Linked DNA regions of Macaca mulatta: region 1 is linked to region 2. The links are chromatin contacts, called in public Hi-C maps. All regions are on one chromosome and are shown on one strand. Each heading gives the region's core, a stretch centred on a gene start, on an enhancer-like site or on the middle of the called end of the contact. The rest is flanking DNA. Distances are from core to core; before and after follow the strand shown.

Region 1 (5,602 bases), core at 1,461-3,960, 130 kb before region 2:
GGAATATGTCCATATACTCCTAATTCCACACTGGGTGAACTGGGTAAGTTAAAAAACAAGATAAAGACATAACTAGGTGAGCCAAGTAAGTTCAAAAATAAAAATGAAGTCCGGGCACGGTGGCTCACACCTGTAATCCTAGCACTTTGGGAGGCAGAGGCGGGCGAATCACAAGGTCAGGAGATTGAGACCATTCTGGCTAACACGGTGAAACCCTGTCTCTACTAAAAATACAAAAAGTTAGCCGGGCATGGTGGCGGGCACCTGTAGTACCAGCTGCTCGGCAGGCTGAGGCAGGAGAATGGCGTGAACCCGGGAGGCGGAGCTTGCAGTGAGCCGAGATGGCGCTACTGTACTCCAGCCTGGGAAACAAAGCAAGACTCCATCTCAAAAAATAAATAAATAAAATAAAATAAAAATAAATAAAAATGAAGACATACCTTTCAGGGGCTGTGGCCGCACTGTCCAGGAGGGAGGCCCAGCCACAGACACCGTGCTGGCCACACACTCAGCACCCATACATACCTGGGCACCTTCCCCACAGGGTGTCACAAAAGGAAGCCCAAACAGCCACTTTAAACATTTCCTTCACTCTTATGAGAATTGCCAGGAACAAATCTGAGAGGTCATGGCATAGAAAAGAATGAAATGAAACCAGAACATTTTAGCAGCTTTCGCAAAGATGTCATTCTTGAAGTGGTCAAGAGAACCAGTCCAGGAGTCAGGCTGGAGGCATCCTTCCAGCTTCTTGTCATGAATTTTAAACCTCACATCCAGACTCCAAAGCTTAGAGGGTTAAAGAATCAGCTACTGGTCACCAAGCTCACGTGTGCAGGATGAGGGTCACGGCCAGGTTGGCTGCCTTCCGGCCCTGAGCTTTCCTGGGGGGGTGTGTGTGTGTGAACCACCTTCTTTTTTTGTGAGACAGTTTCTTTTTTTTTTTTCTTTTTTGAGAGGGAGTTTCACTCTTGTTGCCCAGGCTGGAGTGCAGTGGCATGATCTTGGCTCACTGCAACCTCTGCCTCCTGGGTTCAAGTGATTCTCCTGCCTCAGCCTCCCAAGTAGCTGGGATTACAGGCAAGCACCACCATGCCTGGCTAATTTTTTGTATTTTTAATAGAGATGGGGTTTTGTCATGCTAGCCAGGCTGGTCTCAAACTCCTGACCTCAGGTGATCTGCCTGCCTTGGCCTCCCAAAGTGCTGGGATTACAGGTATGAGCCACTGTGCCCAGCCAGAGTTTCATCTTGTTGCCCAGGCTGGAGTACAATGGTGTGGTCTAGCCTCAGTGCAACTCTGCCTCTCGTGTTCAAGCGATTCTCCCGCCTCAGCCTCCCGAATAGCTGGGATTACAGGTGCCCGCCACCACGCCTGGCTAATTTTTGTATTTTTAGTAAAGACAGGTTTTTACCATGTTGGCCAGGTTGGTCTTGAACTCCTGACCTCAGGTGATCTACCCTCCTCAGCCTCCCAAAGTGTTAGGATTACAGATGTGAGCCACTGCGCCCGGCCAGAACCACCTTCTTTAAAGATGATCAAGCCGGATACAGTGGCTCCTGCCAGTAATTCCAGCGCTATGGGAGGCTGAAGCAGGAGGATCACTTGAGCCCAATTCAAGACCAGCCTGGGCAACACAGGGAGACCTCTTCTCTACATAAAATAAAACAATAAGCCAGGCGTGCTGGCGCCTGTGGTCCCAGCTACTTGGGAGGCTGAGGCGGGAGGATCGCTGGAGTCCGAGAGGTGGAGGCTGCAGTGAGCTGGGATCACGCCACTGCAGTGCAGCCTAAGCAGCGGAGTAAGACCTTGTCTGGAAAATAAATACATAATAAAGGCAGTCAGAGAAGAGGTTTAGCAAATTGCTAAAGAACAAATCTGACGTACCGTCAGTTTCCTTGCAATCTTCATCTGCCAAAATGTCAATTTTGTGAACTGGGGACTAGTCAAAAACTTAAAGTAAACCCACTTTTGTGGAGGTGGGGTCGCTTTGCGTTTCCCAGGCTAGTCTGGAACTCGGCCTGCGCCCCTCAGTACCGGGGCTCCGGGCGGCGCTCGGGTGTCTTGGCCGCAGAATGGACGCGGGAGCAGCTGGGTCCGCGATGAGAGCTGGGTCCGCAGCTCTTTGTCCCACGAAACAAAGGCGCAGCCAATGGCCGGGACGGGCAGCGTGGATCACCGGGCCGTGGCTCCCTCGAGGGTCGCGATCTCGGCGCAAAGGAGCCCCTCTACCAAGGTCGCCTAGAGGCGCGACCCCGACATGCGGAGCCGCCCCAGGGGGGCTTCTCCCGGGTCCCTCCTGTCCCGAGGCCGCCGCTTTCTCCGGGGGCCGCGCTCCGCGCCCCAGCCAGGCCCGACCCGCGCCTGCGACTCCGCCTCCACGGCGCTGCCGCTCCGGGTCTGGCCGCCTCCTCCGAGGATTCTGAGGAATCGCCGAGAAGTGTCTGCCAGTGCGAGGCCACAGCACGGGCCCGCCAGGCCCCGCCCCCAGCACCAAGCCCCGCCTACTAGGGAGACCCCCGTCCCCACGAGACCCTCTCGCCCCCGCATCGAGCCTCGCCCCACGAGCCCCGCCCCTGCGCCGACTGTACTTCGCCGAGCCCCGCCCCCGAGCCGAGCCATGCCCTCTAGGCCCCGCCCCCGCATCGAGACTGCGCCCATCAGGCCCCGCCCCTGCGCCGAGCCCCGCCCAGTAGTCCCCGCCCCCGCACCTGACCGCGCCCACCAGCCGGCTCCAACAAGCCCGCGCCGCTGACTCTGGCGGCTGGAGGTGTCGACACATTCAACCCGTTCTGCTGGCTCGAGAAGGAAGTCGGCCGTCTCGCTCTGGGTCTCCAGGCTTGCGACCGTCCGCCAGTCGTCCCGAGGTCAGTAGCTCCAGCGGTGCGTCAGCCTGTAGCCAGGCCTCGCCCACGCCGGCCTCGGTCGGGCTTTCGGAAGACGCGCGCCTAGCGCTACTGAGGCACCTGCTGCGCGGGCGAGTGGCGCGCTCCCGCGGCGGGGCGGGGTCGGGCGGGGCAGGGGTCTGGGGCCGGCAAGGTTGCGCTGGGCAGATGCGCCGCCCGGCGGATGTGGCGCTCCCTGAAGACGTCATCGCGCCGCGAGCTCCCCTTTGGGGCGCGCCGGAAGTCCCTGCGCGGGGCGGGGGGCGGTGCTGCGCCTACTTGGGTCGTTCTCGCGTGGCCGTCATGCCACCTAGTGCCTTAGATTCCAGCGAGCTACGCAAGCAATCTTGGTCCAGCCGAGCTTTCTTCCCCAAATCACGTAACCCTTGACCTTATTCCCCCAAAGAACCGGCCTCCCGGGAAGGACCGCTCTGGCGGAGAAGACTCGAACGGCTCCCACCGCCGGGCGTTGGGGGAAAGGTGGGCGGTCTCGGTCGTGCGAGGTCGGGGAGGGAGGGTCCTTCGCCCTCCATTGCGGAGCCTCGCTCTGGGACCACCGGGAGACCGGACGCCGGGCCGCGAAGCTACCGCCTGGGGCTGCGGGGAGGAGAGCGACAGAACTGGAACGGCTCTTAGGGGCCAGCGTCAGGGCTGTAACCAGGGTTGGCGGAAATGATGAAGGGGCCCCAGGCACATCGTGTTATTGGGCGAGGTTCCAGCCAAGGTGCCCACGCGCCTTGGGGGAAACCAGAGGATTTCTGCACCGTTTCCCGAGGACAGTTGGGTAGTGTTTCAGAACGGCCTTAGAACCAGGCAAGGCCCCTTTCTAGGATGGTGGAAAGCCTAAAGATATGAAAACAGTCTCAAGTGTCGTCTTAGCGATTGGTCGAGTAAACCGAATACGAGCGGGAGACTGCACACGATATTGCCGTTAAGAGTTACATTGGGGCCGGGCGTAGTGGCTCACCCCTGTAATCCCAGGATTTTGGGAGTGCGAGGCGGGCGGATCACCTGAGGTCAGGAGTTCAGGAACAGCCTGGCCAACGTGGTGAAACCCCGTCTCTACTAAAAATACAAAATTAGCCGGGCGTGGTGGCAGGCGCCTGTAATCCCAGCTACTTGGGAGGTTGAGGTAGGAGAATCGCTTGAACTCAGGAGGCGGAGGTTGCAGTGAGCCGAGATGATGCCACTGCACTCCAGCCTGGGTGACAAGAGTGAAACTCCGTCTCAGAAAAAAAAAAAAGGTTACATTTGGCTGGATGCGCTGGTGCAGCCTGTAATCCCAGCACTTAGGGAGGCCAAGGCGGGCGGATCTCTTGAGCCCGGGAGTTTGCGACCAGCCTGGCCAACATAGTGAGACCCCCGTCTCTACAAAAAAATGGAAAAAATTAGCCAGTTGTGGTAGTGAACGCCTGTAGTCCCAGCTACTTGGGACGCTGAGGCAGGAGGATGGCTTGAGCTCTGGAGGAGGAGGCTGCAGTGAGCTATTGTCTCATCCCTGCTATAACGAATTTGCCATAGATAGGTTGTTTTATAGGCCTGAAGCTCAGAAGCCCAAAGTGAGTTTTAGGAGGTTAAAATCAAGGTGTTGGCAAGGGTAGTTGCTTCTGGAGGTTCCCAAGGAGAATCTGCTTTTCCAACTTCTAGAGGCCATCTTCTTCCATCTTCAAAACCTGCTGTCTCTGCATAAGAACCCTCACGATAATATGCCGGCCGCCCAGATACCCCAGGATAGCCTTCACATCTCAATATTCCTAATATTTGCAAAGTCCCTTTTGCCACGTAAGGTAACACCACAGGTTTGAAGATTCGGATGTTGACATCTTTCAGGGCCATTCTTATTTTTAAAAAGGTACTGTTGATAGTAATAGTTAAAATGTAAAATATTTGAAGGGATTAATTCGGAACCAAAAATGAGTGACTGCGGCCGGTGGAGATCCTGGGAACATGTGTCCAAGGTGGTTGGGGCAGCTTGATTTTATATGTTTTAGAGAGATATGAGGCATCAATGAAATACATTTAAGATATACATTGGTGGGCCGGGCGCGGTGGCTCAAGCCTGTAATCCCAGCACTTTGGGAGGCCGAGACGGGTGGATCACGAGGTCAGGAGATCGAGACCATCTTGGCTAACACGGTGAAACCCCGTCTCTACTAAAAAATACAAAAAACTAGCTGGGCAAGGTGGCAGGCGCCTGTAGTCCCAGCTACTCGGGAGGCTGAGGCAGGAGAATGGCGTAAACCCAGGAGGCAGAGCTTGCAGTGAGCTGAGATCCGGCCACTGCACTCCAGCCTGGGCGACAGAGCGAGACTCCATCTCAAAAAAAAAAAAAAAAAAAAAAAGATATACATTGGTTTTGGCCAGATCTCGGCTCACTGCAAGTTCCGCCTCCTGGGTTCATGCCATTCTCCTGCCTCAGCCTCCCGAGTAGCTGGGACTACAGGCGGCCGCCACCTCGCCCAGCTAGTTTTTTTTTTGGTATTTTTTAGTAGAGACAGGGTTTCACCGTGTTAGCCAGGATGGTCTCGATCCCCTGACCTCGTGATCCACCCGTCTCGGCCTCCCAAAGTGCTGGGATTACAGGCTTGAGCCACCGCGCCCGGCCAGAACTCTTGACTGATAGAAACGGAGGGTGTGTCCAAAGTTTTCAGGAGGGCCCAGCGGCTCTCCAAAACCTCTCCTCACAGCCTCGCCCATTTCGCGTCAGCCACAACAAATCAT
Region 2 (5,501 bases), core at 1,125-3,624:
CACAGCGAGGCAACTTCTTCCACACCCCACCTCTGGTGGGGCAGCCCGGGCTGAGCCTTCCAGCAGGCTGTTCCCAACCTCCAGCAGGTGTGAGGGAGGAAAGCTGGGTGCGCCAGCTGGTGTGTGTAGGCACCCACATGCACCCCCATCTGGCCATTCTTGTTAAGTGGCTCTGCCTCCAGGAAGACCCCAGGACTGCCCTGTGCCCTCAGCACTTTCTCTGTGCTGGTGTGTTCCATGTCTGCCTCCCTTACCAGAACTGAGAACTCAGGGTTAGTGCCAGGGACTATAGTCAGGAAAGCCGGCACTGCCTCTCCTGAAGGATTTGAGCTCTCAAAGTCTGGACTGAGGGACAGGCATGGATGCGGAAGCCCAGGCGTGGCCCTGGGGCAGAGGGTGGCCCTGGATTGAGTGTCCCTGGGTAGGAGGACCAGGAGGGGCAGAACTGGGGTGAAGTGAAGCATCCCTTCAGATGCTCAGGTCCCAGGGCGTGGAACCCCCTGGGGCCGCAGTGAGGATGTCTAGGTCCTCAGCTTAGGGAGGTCCAGGAAGTGGAGAGGGCTGGGGCGCAGAGCTGGCCTGCCCAGGCTTGTGGGGAGGCAGTAGAGATGTCCACAGGCAGACCTGGGAAGGGTCCCCTGGGGGCTCCCCCGACTTTGGCCCCAGCTCCCCCGACAGAACAGTCTGCTCACTCCCCATCTCCCTGGGCAGCTGTTGAGTTCCTCTTGTCCTGGCCCTGGCCTCAAAGGTAGCAAGTAGTACAGGTGCCCTGGGGCGGAGCTCGCTTAGCCTCAAGGGGTCCTTGGAAGGGGGATTCGTATGCATCCGCCCCCTCCAGGTTGGGCTTAGATCCCTCCGCTGCTCCGAAAACTACAGAGGCTCCTGCGGAGGGGGCTGGTTCTGTTCTGTGTCATTGGGGCAGCTGTGGATCCTGCCCTGTCTGCTAAGAGCTGGGGTGGAGCTTCTTTTAGGGATTCAGCAGTATCTGGGGTCTCTTGAGGGGGTGGCAGCTGCGAGGTATGTGGGTTGGGACAAGCCCCAGACCGTTGGCCTGTGTGGGTCCCGGCCTCCCAGCCCACGAAGAGAAGACAGAGGAGCTTTGGCAGGTGGAGTGGCCCAGGTGTCCCCCGCCAGTATCATTGTTCTGCCCCCTCAGGACACCCGGCTCCCTGGAGAAGGCTCAGAGGCAGCCAGCTGGGGTCTCTCCTGGTCTGGGCATGGCACTAACCTCCCTCCTCCTCAGGAGGGGGCATTTTGTCCCTCCTTCTCCCCCCACCCCCCAGGCTTTCATCTGCGCCTTCCTGTCTGGAATGCTCTTTGCACAAAAGGTGTGTGTCAAAGATCACCATCTCCAGGGGGCCCTACCCCGGCTGGCTCACCGTGACCCGATCTGCTTTGTTTGTGGGTTGGGGTCGGGAGAGTTTACGCCAGGCTTTGCAAGCTGGGCCCCATCCCCACGCACGGACCCCCACAACACTGGCACAGTTCACCGAGGGCGCCCCCGCCGGGAAGCGTCCCAGCTGCACCCGCCACTTCGCCAAGCCCGGGCCCGGGTCCCCAGCACACGGGGAAACTGAGGCCCTGCTAAGCGGGCAGGGGATGGAGGCGAGGCCTGAGAAGGCCTCTCGGAAGGCTCAGCAGGGTCTGGGGCAGAGAATCCCCCGGGAGCCCACCGTCAGCCGCTCACTACCAGATCCAGGCCAGGGTCCCTCCCAGAGAGGGTCGCGCGCGTCACTGCCGACGTCATCCAGCGTCCGGGCCGAGCCGAACCGCGCCCCCTCCTCACAAATCGCAGGGCGGGGAACAGCGGGCGGGGTCTCCGGGCGGGTCGGGCCCAGCAGAGACCCCCGTGCGGTGGGAGGCTCGGCCCGCGCCCCGGGGCCCCCGCCGCCCGCGCCCCTCGCGCCGTACCTCGCCCGTAGCCCAGGCGCTGGCGCAGCGCTCGGCCCTGGCGCACCAGGCCCAGGTGCACGTAGGTGAGCCACGCGGCGCAGCTCAGCAGTAGCAGCAGCAGCAGCAGCTTCATCTGTTTGCGGATCTTCTTCACCGGGAGCCGCGGCATCGCGGCCGCCGCGCCCGCCCCAGGCCGCGCTCAGCGGCGCCGCTGCAGCCCCCGGCCCCCGCCCGCCCCGCGCCGCATCCCCGGCCCGCCCCGCCGCGCTCAGCGCCCGCGGCCCCGCATGGTCCTTTGTCCGCCGCGTGCGGCCACCGGGTGCGGCCGCGACCCCCCCAGGCCGCCCTCGGCCGCGGGCCGGGGGTGGGCGGCGGGGGCGGCTCCTCGCGGTGCCCCCCGCCCGGCCGCTCCCGGCTCCGCGCTCCTGGGGCGGCGGCGGGACCGAGCAGCATCCACGCCGCGGAGCTGCCACCGCGGATCAGGCCCCGGCCGCGCGCGGAACCAATCGGGCCGAGCCAGGCCGCGGGGAGCCAATGGCGGCGAGCGGGGCGGGGTAGGGGCGCGGGGAGGCGGGGCGCGGGGTGCGGGGCGGGGCGCGGGGTGCGGGGCGGGGTGCGGGGCGGGGTGCGGGGCGGGGTGCGGGGCGGGGTGCGGGGCGCGGGTGCGGGGCGGGGTGCGGGGCGCGGGGCGGGCAGGGATGCGGGGCAGGGGGCGCGGGGTGCGGGGCGGCCAGGGATGCGGGGCGGGGGGGGGCGGGGGGGAGCGGGGCGCACGTCCACCTGGGCCACGGAGCGCGGCTCGGGGACCGTGGGGGTCGGCGGGGGATGGGCATAGCCCGACTAGGAGCCGGGGCAGCCTCCTGAGAACAGTGACCCGAAGGACTGGAGCCAGACGACGAGGAGGGAAGGGAGGGACCCGGGGAGCTGGGAGGCGGGGAATGAGGGTGGGGATGGGGGCGGGCGAGAGAGGCGGGAGGAGGGTGGGCAAGCACCGACTTCAGCCCAGGGGTGGCAGTCGCTGCGGGATCTCGCCTGTCTGGGCGGCAGGAGCGGCCCCAGCTGGTGGCCCTCGCCCCATCTAGCGCGGCCTGAGGCGGGTGACCGTGCCATGCCTCTCACCGGGACCTTGTACCCCTTTGTGCCCTTTCTCGCCTGGTCTGCACCAACCCCCGCCAATCCCTTTGTCCCCCAAGTACTTCCCTTGTCTAGCTGCCAGCTTGACCCTACTCTTCTCCCTCTGTTCAGCGGTCTCTGGGTGTGTGACAAACCACCCACCCTCAGTGCTGTCCAACAGCAGCGTTCCTGTTGGGCAGAGGAGCAGACCTGTTTGGGACACTTGATGGGTCCACAGCCGGATGGTGTCCTCTGTGGGTCAGGAACTCAGGGCACTCGGGAACAGCTCCTCTCTGCTTCTCTAGGTGCTGGCCTCCCGCGGGAAGACGTGAGTGGTGGGGCCGGCTCTTCGGGACAGGCTGGAGCCATCCAGAAGCTTCTGCCCTGAGCTGGTGCACCCTGGGCATGAATGGCTGGGCTCACCTTGGGTGGTTGGCCAGGGCACCTGCACGCCCAGCTCCCGGGGCAGCCTGCCGGTCCAGCACACAGAGTGAAGCCTCTTGGAATCACCTGCCAGGTTTGCCATATGCCGCCATGGCCACCCAAGTTTGTGGGTTGTGGGGACATGGACCCCACCTCACAATGGAAGATTGACCAGAAGTTGCCTTCATCCCTCCTTTCCCTCCCTCCTCCCATAACTTCCAAGTAAGAAGCAAGCTGGTTGCATCCTGCTGTTTATAGCAGCCCTAAAACAACACCCAATCTCTCAAACCTTCCCCCACCCCATCAGCTCATCTCCTACCTCCTGCAGTCCACTTTCCATATTTCTGTTATCTGCATATTCATTAAAATATAGTGCCCCACCCCTTTTTGAGACAGGGTCTCACTGTGTCTCTGAGGCTAGAGTGCAGTGGTGCAATCTCAGCTCACAGCAGCCTTGACCTCCTGGGCTCAAGCGATCCTTCCACTTCAGCTTCTTGAGAAGCTGGGACTACAGTCAGGAGTCACCATGCCGGGCTAATTTTTTGTATTTTTTAAATAGACTCAGGGTCTCACCATGTGGCCCAGGCTGGCATCGAACTCCTGGGTTCAAGTGATCCTCCCGCCTTAGCCTCCCAAAGTGCTGGGATTCTAGGTGTGAGCCACTGTGCCCGGCCAATAGTGCTCTTTTATGTATCATTCTGTTTCTCCAAGGCCTCCATAATTTTTATATGTGTCTGTCTTGCTGTGCATCTAATGCTTTCCGTCTTTTCACTGCATGGCACCCCATCCTAGGCACATTCATCCAGCCAGTGGACATTACCTAATATTCTAGTGTCCTGACGAGCTGGGACTTATGGGACACAGCAGTGAGCAAGACAGAAAGGGGCCCCCTTTCGTGGAGTTTACATGTTACTAGGCAGGGACAAACCAGTGAACACATAGTAACTTTGCTGATGGTGAGTGACGTGAAGGAGATGAGATGGGGGATGGAGGGAGGCTGGCTTCAGCTCCACAGTCTCTCTCTGGGGAGGCAACGGCTGGCCTGATCCATAAACAGGGTTCTTAGAAGGCAAGTGTTGGCAATGTTGGGAGAGACGCGTTTGGGACACTTGATGGCTCCACAGCCAGATGGTGTCCTCTGTGGATCCAATTGAGGGACCGGCTCAATTGTGCAATTGAGGGGCAGGCTGGGATCTGCCGGACGCAGATGCTCCATATGCTACAACATCCATCTCGGCCCCTTCCAAAGAATAATGGCCACTGCCTCACTTCTGTGTGACCCAACCACAGAGGCAAAGGTTCTGGGAAATGGGTCTCCAGCTTGGAATAAGAGGACAACCTGGCAGGACCCTCCTCTTGACAGCTCAGCACACACGCACACGTCTCTTAAAAACCACATTTAACTTCCGAATAAAGCAAAAAACAAATTCATGCTTCTATGTAATATGATGCAAATATTCCAACCAGAAGGGACTGAACAAAAGGTTCGTGTCATTTTATCCACATTTCAGAAGATGGTCCTTGTTCTTGCACTCAGTTTCTCTAAGAGCATTTAACACTTGACACTCCAAAGAGCATGTTCGGGGGTTGGATGACACAAATACTGATATGAAATGTGAAGTTAACTATTGTTAACACATTTTATGCAGATAGCAGGGCAACGGAAGAGGAGAAAAGCAGGAAGAATGATTGGATAATGTTAGTACAAATATGACTTGTGTGAGGATAAGAGGTACTCACTTCTACAGTCACGTGGTCGTGGCTGGTGCCGTCTTTATGGCCACGCTCTTTTGTCACTCCTGAGTGGGCCCTTTGCCCTCTGCAAGCACCACTGCTGGCCATGGTTCATTGCCTGGTGGGGTGACCCAAACGTTCCTTCCCAAAAGGCCTATGCCGTTAGCACTTTTGCCTTATGGGGTGGTTCTGGTTTTCTAGTGGCGTTTTATACAAGGCTTAGGAGAGCTACGCGATATTACAGATGATCTCCTGCCCCCCAAATTTCTCCTCCTTAGCCCCATTCTGTAATCGGGTTCCAGGTTCCCCTTGTTGGGGTCAGTCAGCCCGGCCAGCAC

What was found. Hi-C and Micro-C count contacts between places; a contact is called where the count stands out from the background.
Region 1: a Hi-C map of fetal cortex germinal zone shows a contact between it and region 2, with 2.1 times the contacts expected there. The contact joins the promoter of RNH1 here to the promoter of B4GALNT4 in region 2. A contact is called at or near these places in 3 of 14 Hi-C or Micro-C datasets (CD4 T cells, blood and fetal cortex germinal zone).

The regions. Positions count from the first base shown.
Region 1 is chr14:397,818-403,419 of T2T-MMU8v2.0, reverse strand. It overlaps RNH1 (ribonuclease/angiogenin inhibitor 1), which reads left to right and starts at 2,710. Exons shown (of 10, transcript XR_013403365.1): 1 at 2,710-2,863. LOC144334029 (a long non-coding RNA gene) reads right to left here and starts at 3,079. Exons shown (of 2, transcript XR_013403373.1): 1 at 2,708-3,079; 2 at 663-2,418.
Region 2 is chr14:268,712-274,212 of T2T-MMU8v2.0, reverse strand. B4GALNT4 (beta-1,4-N-acetyl-galactosaminyltransferase 4) reads right to left here and starts at 2,374. Exons shown (of 20, transcript XM_028832938.2): 1 at 1,912-2,374. The coding sequence starts at 2,062.